2 separate regions of the Ovis aries genome follow, and region 1 is linked to region 2. A link is a contact called in public Hi-C data. All regions are on one chromosome and are shown on one strand. The core of a region is the stretch at or near the end of the contact, and the rest is flanking DNA. Distances in the headings are between cores, read along the strand shown. Region 1 overlaps ELN (elastin). Region 2 overlaps CLIP2 (CAP-Gly domain containing linker protein 2).

Evidence for each region. A called contact is a pair of places that touch in the nucleus more often than the background predicts.
Region 1: a Hi-C map of liver shows a contact between it and region 2, with 4 times the contacts expected there. The contact joins two enhancer-like sites. A contact is called at or near these places in 12 of 16 Hi-C or Micro-C datasets (blood, hypothalamus, liver and 6 more).

Annotation. Positions count from the first base shown.
Region 1 is chr24:33,738,349-33,745,715 of ARS-UI_Ramb_v3.0, forward strand. ELN (elastin) reads right to left here. Exons shown (of 33, transcript XM_060405909.1): 25 at 6,897-6,935; 26 at 5,434-5,505; 27 at 5,196-5,255; 28 at 4,866-4,949; 29 at 3,947-3,985; 30 at 3,683-3,736; 31 at 2,949-2,975; 32 at 2,251-2,301; 33 at 175-1,192. The coding sequence ends at 1,149. Among named protein-coding and RNA genes, the nearest start is that of LIMK1, 16 kb to the left of the region's middle. Within about 2 kb of position 1,568, at least 3 of the 54 cell types and tissues checked have an H3K27ac peak or open chromatin away from gene starts, as enhancers often do. A contact at or near this core is called in liver, where this site is marked.
Region 2 is chr24:33,534,418-33,540,950 of ARS-UI_Ramb_v3.0, forward strand. CLIP2 (CAP-Gly domain containing linker protein 2) reads right to left here. Exons shown (of 16, transcript XM_060405906.1): 8 at 6,215-6,275; 9 at 989-1,093. Among named protein-coding and RNA genes, the nearest start is that of CLIP2, 53 kb to the right of the region's middle. Within about 2 kb of position 4,299, at least 16 of the 54 cell types and tissues checked have an H3K27ac peak or open chromatin away from gene starts, as enhancers often do. A contact at or near this core is called in liver, where this site is marked.

The DNA.
Region 1 (7,367 bases), core at 318-2,817, 200 kb after region 2:
GTGTGTTTCATCCAGAGCTATACCAAAATGATTAAAATGAATTTTCTAATGGGGATATAGCTCCCCAGATCAGAAAAAAAAAGGTGGTTTTTTTTTGTTTGTTTGTTTTTTTTCCATAAACCACACAAGTAAAATGAAAGGAGAACATCAACAATCAAAAATAATCCCCAAATGTCCAGGACAAAAAATAAAATATTTATTGATCTATCACAGCCAGACACATAGAGATGGGCAGGGCGGGGGAGAAATGCTCTGAAATACAGTGGCTCGAGGAGGGGATGGGGATACAGTACTGCGTGGGGGGAGACCCAGGTTGGGGGGTAGATTCCTGTGGCCCCAGGTGGTACAGCTCCTCACACCCAGAGGCTCGGGGCCCCTTTGTAGGGGTGTGTGCGATGGGGTGGAGGCTGGGCACAGGCTGTCACAACAGGTTAACCGAGTCGATGGTGGGGGCGCCCAGCCAGCAAGGGGTGCCGGGCGGCCAAACCGGGACAAGGATGGACGGATGGATGGACAGACGGGCAGATGAATTCCACAAGAGCAAGAGGGCTGTTCCCAATACTGGGGTGAGTCTTCAGACATGGGGAACAGCGATGGGTCGGGGAAAGGGGGGCCAAGGAGGCCAAGAGATGGTGTGACCCAATCCAGCGTGAGGGTTTCAATGCTTGGGTACCAACTGGACCGCAGCCAGAGGTGGGTCCTGGTGGGCAGGGGGAAGTGAGACTGCCCAGGAAGTGTCTGCACCATCTTCAGAGGAGCCCCAGGGAGGGGGTTCCCTAAGGGGCTGCCCTTCCCTCCTCCCTCCCCGCAGGAAGAGTGAAAGCACCAGCACGTAGCACCAAGTCCCCTAGAGATGGAGAGTGTGTGAAGGGGGAGTTCCTGGGTGGGAAGGGCGTGGGCGCAGGGGGCCAAGCCCACCCTCCCCTCGCCTCTGAAGGAGGGGGGCTTCCTGGGGCCCACTTGGCCACCACTCTCTTGCCTCCTTGCCCTGTGGATTTCCAAGGCCGCCCGGCCTGCCCCGTTCCCACCCGGGGTGGGAACTTAGGAGGGGGCATGGGAAAGTGGGGTGGGGTCACAAAGGGTTTACATTCTCCACCAAGCAGTAGCACCAACGTTGATGAGGTCGTGAGTCAGGGGTCCCAGGAAGCTCACTTTCTCTTCCGGCCACAGGATTTCCCCAGGCAGGCCCCACCTGGGTGCAGGGGAGGCACGCCCCACAGTCAGTCCTGGCTGCTGGTGCCCAAGCCCTTGCCCACTCTGCCCAACTCCAAGCTCTTCTCACATCCGCATCATCACCATGGGAAACAGAGGCTCCAGGAAGCCAGGCGGAAGGAAGCCTGGCCACCTCCCTAGGCCAAACTCCGCGCCCTTTCATTGCGCAAACTCCCACTGGGCACGTGGATGGTAGCAGGGCCCTTGCCCTCTCCTGGGGAGGATCTGACTGGTTAACCTTGTTTCAAATCATCAAGCCACTGGGTCGGGTCGTGGGGCCTGGACTAGCGCCTACCCCTGCAGGAGCGAGGTGTGGCTCGTTACCGCCACCTGGTGGCAGTGAGACACTATCTCTGCAGAGCTCATCCAGGGTGTTTGTTGGGAAAGAAAGCAAGCAGGGTCATGGGCCACAAGCACCAGCTGGTGCCTGACTGAGAGATGGGCGCCTTGAATGAGGTCAGGCTGCTCTGGCCTCTGTTTCTCCCTGGGCTGCCTCGTCTCAGGGTGGGGTGGGGGCGGTGGGAAGCAGGTGCAGCTAGAAGGGGATCCACAGCCTGAGCGCCAGGGTGGAGCTGGGGCTTCTCTGAGTCTCTTTCAGGCATCCTTGGGAGAGGCCTTGAGGGTGGTGATCAGACACTGCCAGACGCATGTCTGCCCCTTGGAGCAAGGGCGTGGCTCCAGGACTCCCGCGGGGTCTACCCCTCCAGTTCCCTGACACCAGGGCCCCCTGTCACCTCCATTCTCTCTCTCCCTCCCAGTCCCTCCTCCCCCCGCCTTTTCTTTCTCTCGGTTTCTCCCTGCAGGAGTGGGGGTGTGGGTACCAGGCAAGGAGGGCTTGCCAGGTCTGGCCTGGGAGAGCCAGGAGGGTCCCTGGCCCACTCTCAGCTCTGAGGATCTGTTTCAGAGACAGCAGAAGCAGAGGGTAAGGTGTCCAGCTCCCCAATCCCTGGCCTCGCTGCCGGGCCTCGTCTGACATGCCGCCCCCTGCTCCAGCCTGTCCCCCGACCCTGCCCTCTTCCAGGGGCAGAGTCTACTCACCTGGGAATCCCAGGGCTCCCAGGGCCCCTCCGAAGGGCTTGGGAGGTTTGCCTGTGGAGGGAAGGCAAGGGGTTGGGGAGGTGGCCAGGCTTCCCCATCTCTACCAGCCCGCCCCCCTACCCTGCACCCATGCGCCTGCAGCAGCAGGTTCCGAAGGTCTCTCTGCCCCCAGCCCGACCCTCCTGCCCAGCCTCGTTCCTTGCAGCCTGTGGAGGTCTGAGCAGCTCTGTGGCAGCCCCTCCCACCACAGTCAGACCCCAGGCCACATTTCCCAGGGACAGCCTCACCCCCCAGCCAAGGGGCTCCAGGTTCGGCCTCCTTGACCACCTGCTTGAATAGGCCCTGTTTTTACCCAACAATATCTTTCCTCTTCTATGGGACCTTGTCAACCTCTCTGGTTAGACCCTAAGACCTGGCATGACCCACGTCCCCGTCTCACTCCTGATGCCCCGTCAAGTGCCAGGCTGGGAGCTCTAGGAATTGTGGTCCCCACACCCCAAGGCTGGTCTTTGCAGCTTCTGTGATTCTCCCATGGGCTCCATCAAGCCCCCGTACCAGCAGGCCAGCCCAGGGCTGTGGCTGCAAAAACTATTCCCTCAATAGGATGGACCCACACCCCCGCCCCCCGCCCACGCTGCGAAGGAGTTCAGGGCCCTGCTTGAAATGAGGCCCTGACTTGTGAGACTGGTTAAACTCACCACCAACTCCCAGGCCCCCGGCTCCACCTGCAAGGCAAGCAGAGGGGTGGTGAGGATGCGCGTCTCCAGGGAGCCCGCCAAGGCCTCCCCGGCAGTGTGGGCCTCGTTTGAGAGGGGCCCAGTTCTGGGCTGGGGCGTGGATGGCTCTGCCAGTGACTGTGTGACCCTGGATCCTCTCTGAACCTCAGTTTGTCTCATCTGAACGCGATGTTTTGTAAAATCCGATGCCCCCGATGTTGCATGGGAGGAAGAGAAGAGGAGGAGGCCCAGCTCTGTGCAATCTAAGGATGCGGGGGGCCCCCAACTCTGTAGCCTGGCTCAGCCCTTCTGGGCAGGGGAAGAGGAGGGCTGGGGCGCCTGGCCGTACCTGGGAAAATAGGAGAGAGTCCGAAGCCAGGCCTTGCTGCGACTCCTGCAGGAGGGGTTTGGGGTTGGCGTGGGGGCGTGGGGTGGGCTGGGGTGGGACCCTGGGACCCGCCGCGGCCTGGTCACCTACTCCTCTCCGCCTAGGATCACCTCCTCCCCCTTCCCCTCCCCCACTTGTCAAAGCAGCTTTCTTAACAAAGCCTCATCAGCCTGGTATCTGAGGCCCACGTGTCCCTCCCACCCTGCAGCCTTTCCCGGACTGTCCCCTCCACCCTCTTTCTTGGGTCCCTGTGCTGATACAGCCCTGGAGTCCCCGCTGCTAGCCAGCCAGGCTCAGCTGTGGATCTCACAGCAGAGGCGGCCCCTACCTCCAATTGGGAATGGCCGGCCGGCTCCTAGGACACCTCCAAGGCCAGCGGCACCTGAGAAGAGGGCAGAAGGGGGTAGGATGAGACACAGCGTAAGGGGCCCTGAGCATCCCCTCCAGGGTCTGAGGACGTGATTTTCAGGAAGGATCCTTCATGGCTAGTGTGAGCAGGACTGAGGACTGAGCCGGTTCATGGACAGGGCAGTGAGGGTGGGGTATAAGCAGCTTGCAGGCCTGGGCTCGGGGGGCTGTGGGAGCAACTCACCAAATTTGGCTGCTTTAGCAGCTGCAGCTGGAGACACACCTGGAAAGATGGGGAGCAGGAGGGCTTAGGAATATCTCCTCCCTCCCAGAGTCATGTCCTCCTCCTGACCACTGCCATCAATCTGCCCCTGCCCACTGACTCATGCTTCTACCATCCTTCCACCCCCCCATCTCTCCAGAAATCTTTATTAAGCTCCTGCTGTGTGGCCAGATTTGTGGAGCACACGGGGTAAGAAATTTTAGGCTGGGTCAGAGACACAGCGATGACCCGAGAGAGAGAGAGACGTTAACACAAGGTCCACCACAATGGCAGAGACTTTGGGAAAGGGATTTCCCTCCAGGCTTTGCTTTCCTTCTCTGAACTCCCACTGGAGGTGGTTGGGCAGATTGAAAGAGAGAGGAGAGGGAGAGATTGGGACACCCAACTGCAAGGGGCAGCCCTCACTAAACCTGCTCTGTGTTCAGCCGCTCAGTTGTGTCCGACTCTTTGTGAGCCTGTGGACTGTAGCCTGCCAGGCTCCTCTGTCAGTGGGATTTTCTGGGCAAGAATACTGGAGTGGGTTGCCATTTCCTCCTCCAGGGGATCGTCTTGACCCAGGGATCGAACCCATGTCTTCTGCACTGCAGGCAGATTCTTTACCCACTGTGCCATTGGGGCCCCTTCAAATGCTGCAGGAGCCCGGAGAAGGGGGCAGGGCTCAGTATAACCTTGAGTTGCTGATGAAGTGTGGGCAGGGTCCAGGCAAAGAGGATCGCCCGAGCAAGGTGTGGCCAGATGGGAAAGAAAGTCAGTCTCTCTCTCTCTCTCATTCATATGTGCTGCTGCTACTGCTGCTAAGTCACTCCAGTATGTGCACGGGTGTGCAAACACACTCGCACATCCCACGCCATTCATTCACTGATTCCAGAACACACTTTACCTCCAAGGCCCACAGCCCCTGGGACAGCTCCGAGCCCACCAACTCCCAGTCCTCCAACTCCGAGCCCACCGACTCCCCCCAGGCCTGTGGAGAGAGCTGTGTATTAAACCCTGCAAGTGACAGCAGTTGGCTCTGTCTGCAGAGGGGTTGGAGCCTGGGCCCCCAGGGCCTTGGAGGGCTGGTGGGGCCAGGAGGTGGGCGGGACCCCCCAGAGACAATGCCCCTGAAGGCCTTGGGGAACAGGCCAGGGAATATATGCTTCATGGCATGTAGTCAGACACACCCCCCCCCCAACTCCCACGGCAGCCCCCATCTCACACCCGTGCTCACCAAATTGGGCGGCTTTGGCGGCAGCTTTGGCGGCAGCAGCTGCGGCAGCAGGTCCGACTCCTGGGGACACAGAGGGAGCTCAGGGAGGGAGTCTCCATGGATCAGTCTCCCTCAATGCCCAGCCCATCCTGGGGTTTCCAGTAAGGTAGGTACCGTTAGCCCCATTTCACAGATGAGAAAACTGAGGCACGGCAGAGGTTAAGTAATGTGCTCAAGGCTTCATGGGGTTTCAACTCACCTGCCACACCACCTGGAATGCCGGCTCCACCAAGATCTCCAACCCCTCCAAGGGCCCCGACCCCTCCTGGTGCTGTGGAGAGAGGGTGGAAAGTCAGTCCTTCCCGGCTTCTGAAGGACGACGCTTCCCCGCCCCAAGGTCACTAGGCAAGTAGACAGGTGGTGAAGGCCACGTGACCCAGAGGAAGGAGCAGAGGACAGAGGTCCATTCCCAGACACACGGGTCTGAGTCCCAGCTCTGCCCTGACCCTCCGGACAAAGGCAGACCCCATCTTGATCCTTGACCTGCCCACCTCCTCTCCTTCCATCCAGGCTGGCACTGGGAGCCGCAGGTGGTCCCAGTGGTGGCTGCGGCCATGGGCTGCCAAGGGCGGAGGACTAGCCTCAGGCCCTGACAGCCCTGGGTTTGAATTCTGGTTTCTCTGCTCATCAGAGCTGTCACCTCTGACCCTAAAGGGGATGACGATCCTTTCCCTGTTCACCTACAGGTGTTTGAAGAGTGAGAGGACACCCTCTGTGTGAAGGTCCTCTGAGTGTGAACCACTGTCCAGGACAGAGCTGCCAGGAGTTACAGCTAGCGCTTTAGGGGGACACTCATGGTCAGTGCTTCGGTTAGCCGGCTTATTGTTCCAGGCAGCAAGAAAGGTAGGTGCCCTTAGCCCCATTTCACAGATGAGAAAACTGAGGCACAGCAGAGGTTAAGCAAAGTGCTCAAGGCTTCAAGGGCAGGAAATGACTTTGGAGCCAGAGCCCTTAGCGTCTCTGTTTCTCTGGCAATGGCTGTCGAGCTCAGACCAGCAGGGCCGCCAGCAAGGAACAGGAGAGAGGCCTGTGGGTTACCAGGCCCGCTGCGGGTGGAACACTTTCCAAGGTGGAGACTGGCCCCAAGTGGACCGGCCAGACCTGGTCGGCAGTTCCCTGGCGGAGGCCCCGGCCCAGATCCTAGGAGGCTGGAATGCAGGGGGACACAGACAGCATGGGGCTGGGCAGGCTGGGGCTGCCTAGGTGCCAAGTGTCGGGGGTGGGGGCGGGCAGGCTTGCCACGTCCTCGTGGCGGGCACAGTCCTGCTGACAGCAAGGCGGGGGCCAGATGAGGAGTCCTGGCTTTGCTGGGACATCAGCCCTGGCCCCTCCCTGGCCTTGGGCCCCATGAAACTGTCAGGGCCTGAGGGGCCTTAAAGACCATGGTCCTCACCAACGTGGAAACGTGAGGGGCGGTTTGGGTTGTCCTGGGGCTGTAGTCACGCTCGGCATTTAGTGGGTAGGAGCTGGAGTCTGCTGGGCTGTCATTAATGTGTCCTATAAACTGCCTTTTTCCACGCTGACCATCCCAGCCCTGTGATGTAGGCTCCAGGCACTGGGCCCTGGCCCAGAGGGAGAGGAGATAGGTGACCAGGTGCTATCAAGGATGGTGGGGCAGCAAGGGGATCAACCACTGGGGGTGGTGTGTTGAGGGGCTCTTACCGAACTTGGCTGCTTTAGCTGCGGCCAGGGTTCCAGGTACTGGGGAAAAGGGCAAAAGGAAGAGTGGGGGAGGTCAGTAGCTGAGCTCTGTGCCTGGGAGTTCTGCTTCCTCCAGGGAGCCCTCCTTGACTTCCTCAGCTTTCTTTGTTTCTCTCAAAGCCCTGAAGCCGTGACTCTGCAGCTAGGAGCTCACAGGGCCAGGGACAGAGCTCCAGTATCTAGCTGTGTCTCTACCAGTCTGGTCTGGGGGTGCTTGAGGGCTGAACTGTGCCTCATCTTTCCGTTCTATCCTCTGCTAGCTCTTCGAGGACCAGCACGGTCTGCCCGAGGCTGGTGTAACTAGGAGATGAAGAACTAGAGTTCCTCATGGCCCTCTTGCCCCTGCACACTGCTGAAGGGGAGCTAGGTGGGCCCAACCACTTCCACTGACCCCAGGGACCCCCACCCTCCTTCCTTGGGTTGGTGGGCTTC
Region 2 (6,533 bases), core at 3,049-5,548:
GATGCCTCAGTGTAGAGGGCTTCAGCCCGTCAACTGTTTCTGCAAGCAGCCGTTGCGTATACACGTGTGTACCGCACACGCAGTCACCTGGCAACAGCCAGCATGCGGACAGGAACCGTGTGCACCCTCGGACACCCACAGGCACACGCATACTCACTCGTGTGCAGAGGCCAACCCGCAGAAACCGGTGGTCACCCGCCCCACACCCGCACGCTGTGTACAGTGGTTTGCGTCAATCACTGTCTGTTTAACTCTATCACCAGGGGCCCTGCAGCTGGGCTGGCCAGCTATTTGGAGGTGGACCTGCACAGGAGGCCAGCCCCTGGCATGCCTGGTGGGCAGGGAGGGGCCAGCAGGGTCTACAGACTGGATTCAGACCGTGCCCTGGGACTCCGGGGCGACTTCACTCCCACACAGATCTTTCCCTGACGTAGGAACCACTCAGACCCTGGGGCTGATAGAGAATCATACACCCTGGGGACCCCCCACTCCCCCAAAGTCCCACCACTCCGTCGGCCCCAGGTCCTTCAGGCTGGCCCTTCGTGCCACCCTATTGAAGACCTCGGATCCCCAGTCCCCCTACCTCTGCCTTCCCCAGCCTGGGGAGAAGGGAGGGGTGGACAGGTCGTCCACACAAGGGGCGGAATGTTCCCAAGAGCCCCCAATGACCGAGCATTGTCTGGGCAAGGCACGGGGGAGGGGGTGGGAGAGGCTCTCACAGGACCTTCCCCAGGCAATAGGACCAGGAGCTGGGGCGCAAAGTCCCGGAGGACCAAGACCTCCCCCTCCTCCAACCAGCATCACACGGCGGAGGAGCACAGAAACACGTTCCTAAACCGGCACTACCCTCCTAGAAGGGATGCAAAAGGGAAAAACAAAAACCCAACAAAACTGGGAGGAGAGCAGCCAGAGAGAGAGAGAAAATAATAAAACGGGGACGCTGACAGGGGCGCTGGCGGGCCGAGGCGCTGGCGGCGGCGGCGGTTACCCGGTTGTCGGCTAGTTCTCGGAGCAGCCGCTCGGCCTGCGCTTTCTCCAGTAGCAGGTTTTGCTCCAGCTCCCCGATGCGCGCGTGCTCCAGCTGCGTCTGGGTCTGTCCACCCGGGGCGGGTGGCGAGGTGGGGACAGGAGAGAGGAGCGCAGGCAAGAGGAAGCCGGAGGAAGAGAGAAAAAAGAGAGAGAGAAGCAGGTCATCTTCTGTGCGCAAGACAGGAGAGCAGGTGGAAGGGAGAGAGGAGGTCTGGGGAGGTGCCCGCCCCTTGCTGCCGATCTGTTTAAGGGCGGAGGACAGGCTGCAGCAACCTTGCCCAGCCACTGGATGGGGCGACCACGGGCACCCGGGTCCCTTCTGTCACCCCCACGTGGCCCTTCCTCTCGCAGCTCCTGGGGAAGAGCCCCGGCCTACTCCCCACCTCGCATCAGGGAGCCGAGAGCCCGTTTCTCACTTTAGGCACAGAAAGGGGCGCCCAGGAAACCCCCAGGATGGATGGATGAGTAAACGACCCCAGGACTCCTGGTCCCCAGGCCTGTCCTGAAGGTTGAACCAACTGAAAGGAAGGATTTCAAAGACACCCACAGCATCATGACTTCCCCCGGGCAGGCTGTGTCTCCCATCGCCCTGCCCCGAACCCAGCCCCAGTGATGCCCACTCCCCGGGCCCCACCGCGGACGCCTGGTCTCCCGAAAGCACAAGGGTGCTTTTGTCCCAGTTTCACAACACCCGCTTCACACGCTAACAAAGCCCGACATTCTCAGGGCATCCAGGCTGGCATTTCGATTTTACCCCGACAGATCTGCGGGGGCAGCAGGAGGCTCAAGGCTCTGGGCATCCAGAAGGGTCTGAACCCCTCGTTCTCGGCAGGGAGAAGCCAGAGGGTTCGCTGCATCCTTCGGCTCAGCCCGTCATCACCGAGGAGAGACGAGATGAGGAGACAGCAGACCCGAGCGGCAGTCCTGGGGAGGCAGGCTGAGCACCACAGCACTGCTGTGTAAAACCCAAGAATACACAGCCAACACAAGCAAGGGGGACAGTGGCAGAGCAGACTGAGAGAATCGCCTCAGCAACTCTCATGCAGTTCATCAAGAGCTATAGAGACCTTACGGCCTTCGGCTCCCAATCTTACTCCTGTGAATTTTCCTAAAGGAACAAAGGTGTCTCTCTCTCCCTCAAGAGGGCAGCATGGCGCAGGGCTAGAAGACAGCCATGCCTGGTCTCTTTCGGAAAGTTAAGGGCTAAAGATGGTGACTCAACCCCAGCCTCGCAGGGGCCATGTTCTCCCCTGCTTCTCTCCCCAGATGGTGGGCACGGCAACCCTGCCCGGGACCCACACTAAATTGAAAAAAAAAAAAAAACAGTGAAAGTGTTGCTAAGTCGTGTCCGACTCTTTGCGACCCCAGGCACTAGACAGAGCCTGATCACAAATACCATATCGGTGGTCCCAAGGGCAAGATAAAGGTTCACAGTTTCAAGGTCAACTTCATTTGGTACCCCAATCGCCGCAAAAGCCCCCTTCCTGTCACTTTCAGAACTCTCAGCCTCCTGTTCCCTGGGTTGGGGTCTACCTGCGGGCACAGGGGAACTCATGGGAGGTGCTTGGTTAATTTAATTAAGTTCAGTCCTAGGAGTCTGGGGCAGGAGAGCGCCTCTGAAGGCTAGATTTTAGTGAGATGGACAATCTGGCTTTTATTCTGCTCCAAGGACACTGGCCTGGGCGTGAGGAGCAGCAGCCACCATGGTTATCGGCAGGGCAGTGTAAGAGTGGATTTAATTTTTGTCTCACACACCAACTTTAGAACCTACCCCCTCCCGCGGTGTCTCAGCTGTCTCTCCAACTCACGGGAGAGAGAGGCCATGCCAGCAGGCCAACCTCAGGCTCAGGATCACCCAGCAACCTGGGACAGCCTGAAGCCTAGAACTCAGATGTCTGGATTTCAGAACCGGGGCCCTTCCCCAAACCAAGCCTGACTCCACAGAGGGGAGACACGGACTTTTGGCAACAACACGGAGCAGTGATGGAGGCTCCAGCAGTGGGGACTCCCTGTGTCCCTGCCCCCATCCAAATCCTGGAAGCTAGGTGAAGCCTGGCCTGAGCCCTTGACCTACCGTTTTTTCCTCTTCTCCTTGAATGCACAGTGTCTATCCTACTCCAAAGCACAAAGTCTCTGCCTTGGGACGCCCTTCATGTAACAGAGGGCTGGTGTTATCAATCAATGGCGGGGAGCCGGCAGGGAGTTACCCCAACTGCACAAGGGGCTCCTGAAGGTCGTCGCCCCTTTTCATCTCCCTCCAGGCCTCAAGCTGCACAGCCAGTTCCCAACAAACAGCTGATTCTGAGTTCCGTCCCTTCCCATTTCAGTGGGTGTTCCCAAGCCAATGAAAAATAACAGCGAGATGCTATTTAATCAACAGAACAATAACACAAGCCCCCTGGATGAGAAGTCCCCAAATTTCCTGTCTACTTCAGAACCTCAGAAGGTGACCTTGTCTTTGCACATGTAAACAGTTATGATGAAGTCATCCTGGATTAAGGTGGGCCTGATAACTTCCTTTTAAGGTCATGTGAAGAGACACAGGGACACACAGGGAGGAAGGTCAGGTGACCACGGAGGCAGGGATGCCACGACAAGCCGAGGAACACAAGCGGCTGCCAGCAATCCTACCAGAGTTGAGAGAGAGGCATGGAATTGACCCTGCCCATACCTCGACTTCAGACTTCTGACCTCCAGCACTGTGAGAGCATCGATGTGTGTTGTCTGGAGCTGCTGCTGAATTGTGAGTTTTTCCTTCTGCAGCCCCAGAAAGTACTAGAAATACCTATCACTTGCTCCTCCTGGTGGAGATGTCCTGTGGGTGTGCTGGTGCGGAGTTTGGGGGAGGACCAAGGAAATCGTGGGCTTATAAAGGGCATTTAATGCCACAGACTGGACGCTCTCAGCGAGTGAAGCCACAGACTGAGCCCCTGGACAGGCCGACAGTCAAGGTCAGAAAGGCGGTGAGAGGTAGTCATGGGACATCTCGCATAGTCGGGGGAGGGAGGACAAGCAGAGAAATGGGGTCACGTAGCTGGAGGGGTCCTAGGAGGAGCTCAAGGAGGTGTTCTGGGGGCTTATTTTTGACTTTCATATGGGTGGGGATGAGAGGGACTTGGCTCCATGTGCCTTCCGGTTGCCACGAATATGGTCACAACAGAAACAGCAGCAATGGGACTCCACTGCCCTTGGACTGAACTAACTGTCCGTCACCGTTTGCCCCACCCCCCCTCCTCTCTCAGCCAGGGCTGATTGGGTCTGGGGTGGGCACCCGATCCAAAGCAAGACAGCCCATTGGCTAGCCTTGGACCAATCAGATTCTCTCAAGAGGACAGCTGGGAGGCAGTAAGTGCTGGAGCCTAGGCGGGGCGGGCAGGTGGATGTCAGGGCAGAAGGGAGATGTGTCAAGAGATCTGCAGACACAGTGAGAGACAGACAGACTGACCAGGAGTCACGAGAAGAGGGAGGCGAGTGAGGGGGGAAGAGACTCCGTTTCTGATGCTGCTCCTCCTTCCAGTTCTCTGAACTGTCTGCCCTCGGTGCTGTGAGATTTCCCTGCAGCCTTTTAGTAACCCGCCCACTCACCCCCCACCCCCGTGATGACTGAAGTTAGCAGTTACCAGATGTCTTTGCAATCACAGGTGCTTTTCCCGGGAGCGACCTCCACCCCCAGTCCCTTTGGGAGGGCAGCCACCCCACAGAAGAGCTTGCCAAATGTCAACCACATAACTGGCCCCTTGGCTAAGTGACAAACTTATATTGGAACACCGGATGCCAGGCTGGGGTTCCTACACCAGGTTGTGCCCCAGTAGCCATTCTTTAAGCTCAGGCAGCAAAACCCATCCCAACAGGGGCAGCCATCAGTGACTCTAGATCACACACATCCCTCCCCAGCCAGGGTCATTCAGGGATAGAACAGCCATTTGTACAATTTTGCTGAATGCTGGAAGTCAGAGGGGTTTTAACACAGCTCTTTCACAAAATCAGAAACCGTAGTTTCACGTCGGAGCTCAGAAAAGATCCATTGCAGTGATTCCCAAAGTGTGGTTCCCAGGTCAGCATCACCTGGCAACTCATTAGAAATGCAAACCCTTGGATCCCACCCAGACCTACTGTACGGCCACTTGGGTCCAGAGTTCTGGGTCTGAACACACCTACTGGGTGACGAATTCTTAAGCTGGGAAATCAGTGACCTGGTTCAACCTCCTCATTTAACAGGAGCAAATGGAGGTCTGGGGAGAGGAAACGGCTGCCCAAGACCAGTTAGGGTCAGGACTGGAATGTGGAGAGGGACTGAGCTGACTGCCCTCTGCCTCATCTGAGGGCTCCGGGAGTCCACATTTTCTGTCACCTCCCAGGGGGCAGGGAGGGTCATGGCAGAAAGGCATTCCTACCCACCCAACTGTGAGCAGGCCTAGTGAGCCCTGCAGACTCCAGGCGGTTTGGTGAGGAGGGCTGGTGTCTCTCTTGGGTGGCAGGGGTCCTTAGGTGCTTTATTAATTGAGTGAATGTCCTCCATCCCTCAGCTCAGAAAGGGTGGGTGGGATTGAAGAGGGAGTGTGAAATTCCACTAGTGCCCAGACCCCTTAGCCAGGTGGTGGGACTTGAAGAGGTGCTATCACTGGCCATCCTTACGGGCTACACTCGGGAGTCAGGAGTCCTGGGTCCTGGTCCCAGAGGCTGCTGAGGTGCGCCATGACTGGGTGAGTCCCTTCTGCCTTTCTGAGCCTGTTTTCCCATCTATAAATTCTGTGACTCTAGCACAAACTATTCCCAGCCAAAGTTTTAGCTGGAATTCAAGATGAACGGAGGGCCCAGGGAACACCTCTAGGGCTACTGCCCGAGAAAGAAGGGACAGGGAGCCCAGCCGCCATGTCCTCAGGCCCAGCTCTGTGGACTCCCTGGGTCCCTCCCACCCAGCTGCTGACCCAGGAAGCATGGCCCCTCTGGGGTTCCTGGAGCTGAGCCATTCGACTGCTGATGCCCGAGTCTCTCGTGGCGGGGCCCCTCCCCACGCTCCCAGGGTATGACCTTTGACTCTTCCCCAGTTTGTCTACCTCACGGTCCCCATGGTCCCCTCCCACAGGGCTCAGAGTTGCTGCCTGGACCTCATGACGATTTTCCCTTTGAGGACTGATCCTGGGGTGCAAGCCTAGGGGGAAATTTGAGGGCCTTTGACCATTACCTCCAGGTCTCCCTTGGTGATGGACTCCTCTTCCACTCGGAACTGCAGGTCCTCCACCTTCCTGCGGGGGGGAGAGGGGGCTGAGCAGGCTTCACCCAGAGGGGTCCGTCCATTCTCCTGCTCAGTCGTGTATGACTCCTTGCGACCCCCTGGACTGTAGCCCACCAGGCTCCTCTGTCCATGGGATTCTCCAGGCAGGAATCCTGGGGCGGGCTGTCAATTCCTCCTCCAGGGGATCTTCCTGACTCAGGCATTGAACCCATGTTTCCTGCATTGCAGGTGGATTCTTTACCTGCTGAGCCATCAGGGAAGCCCATAA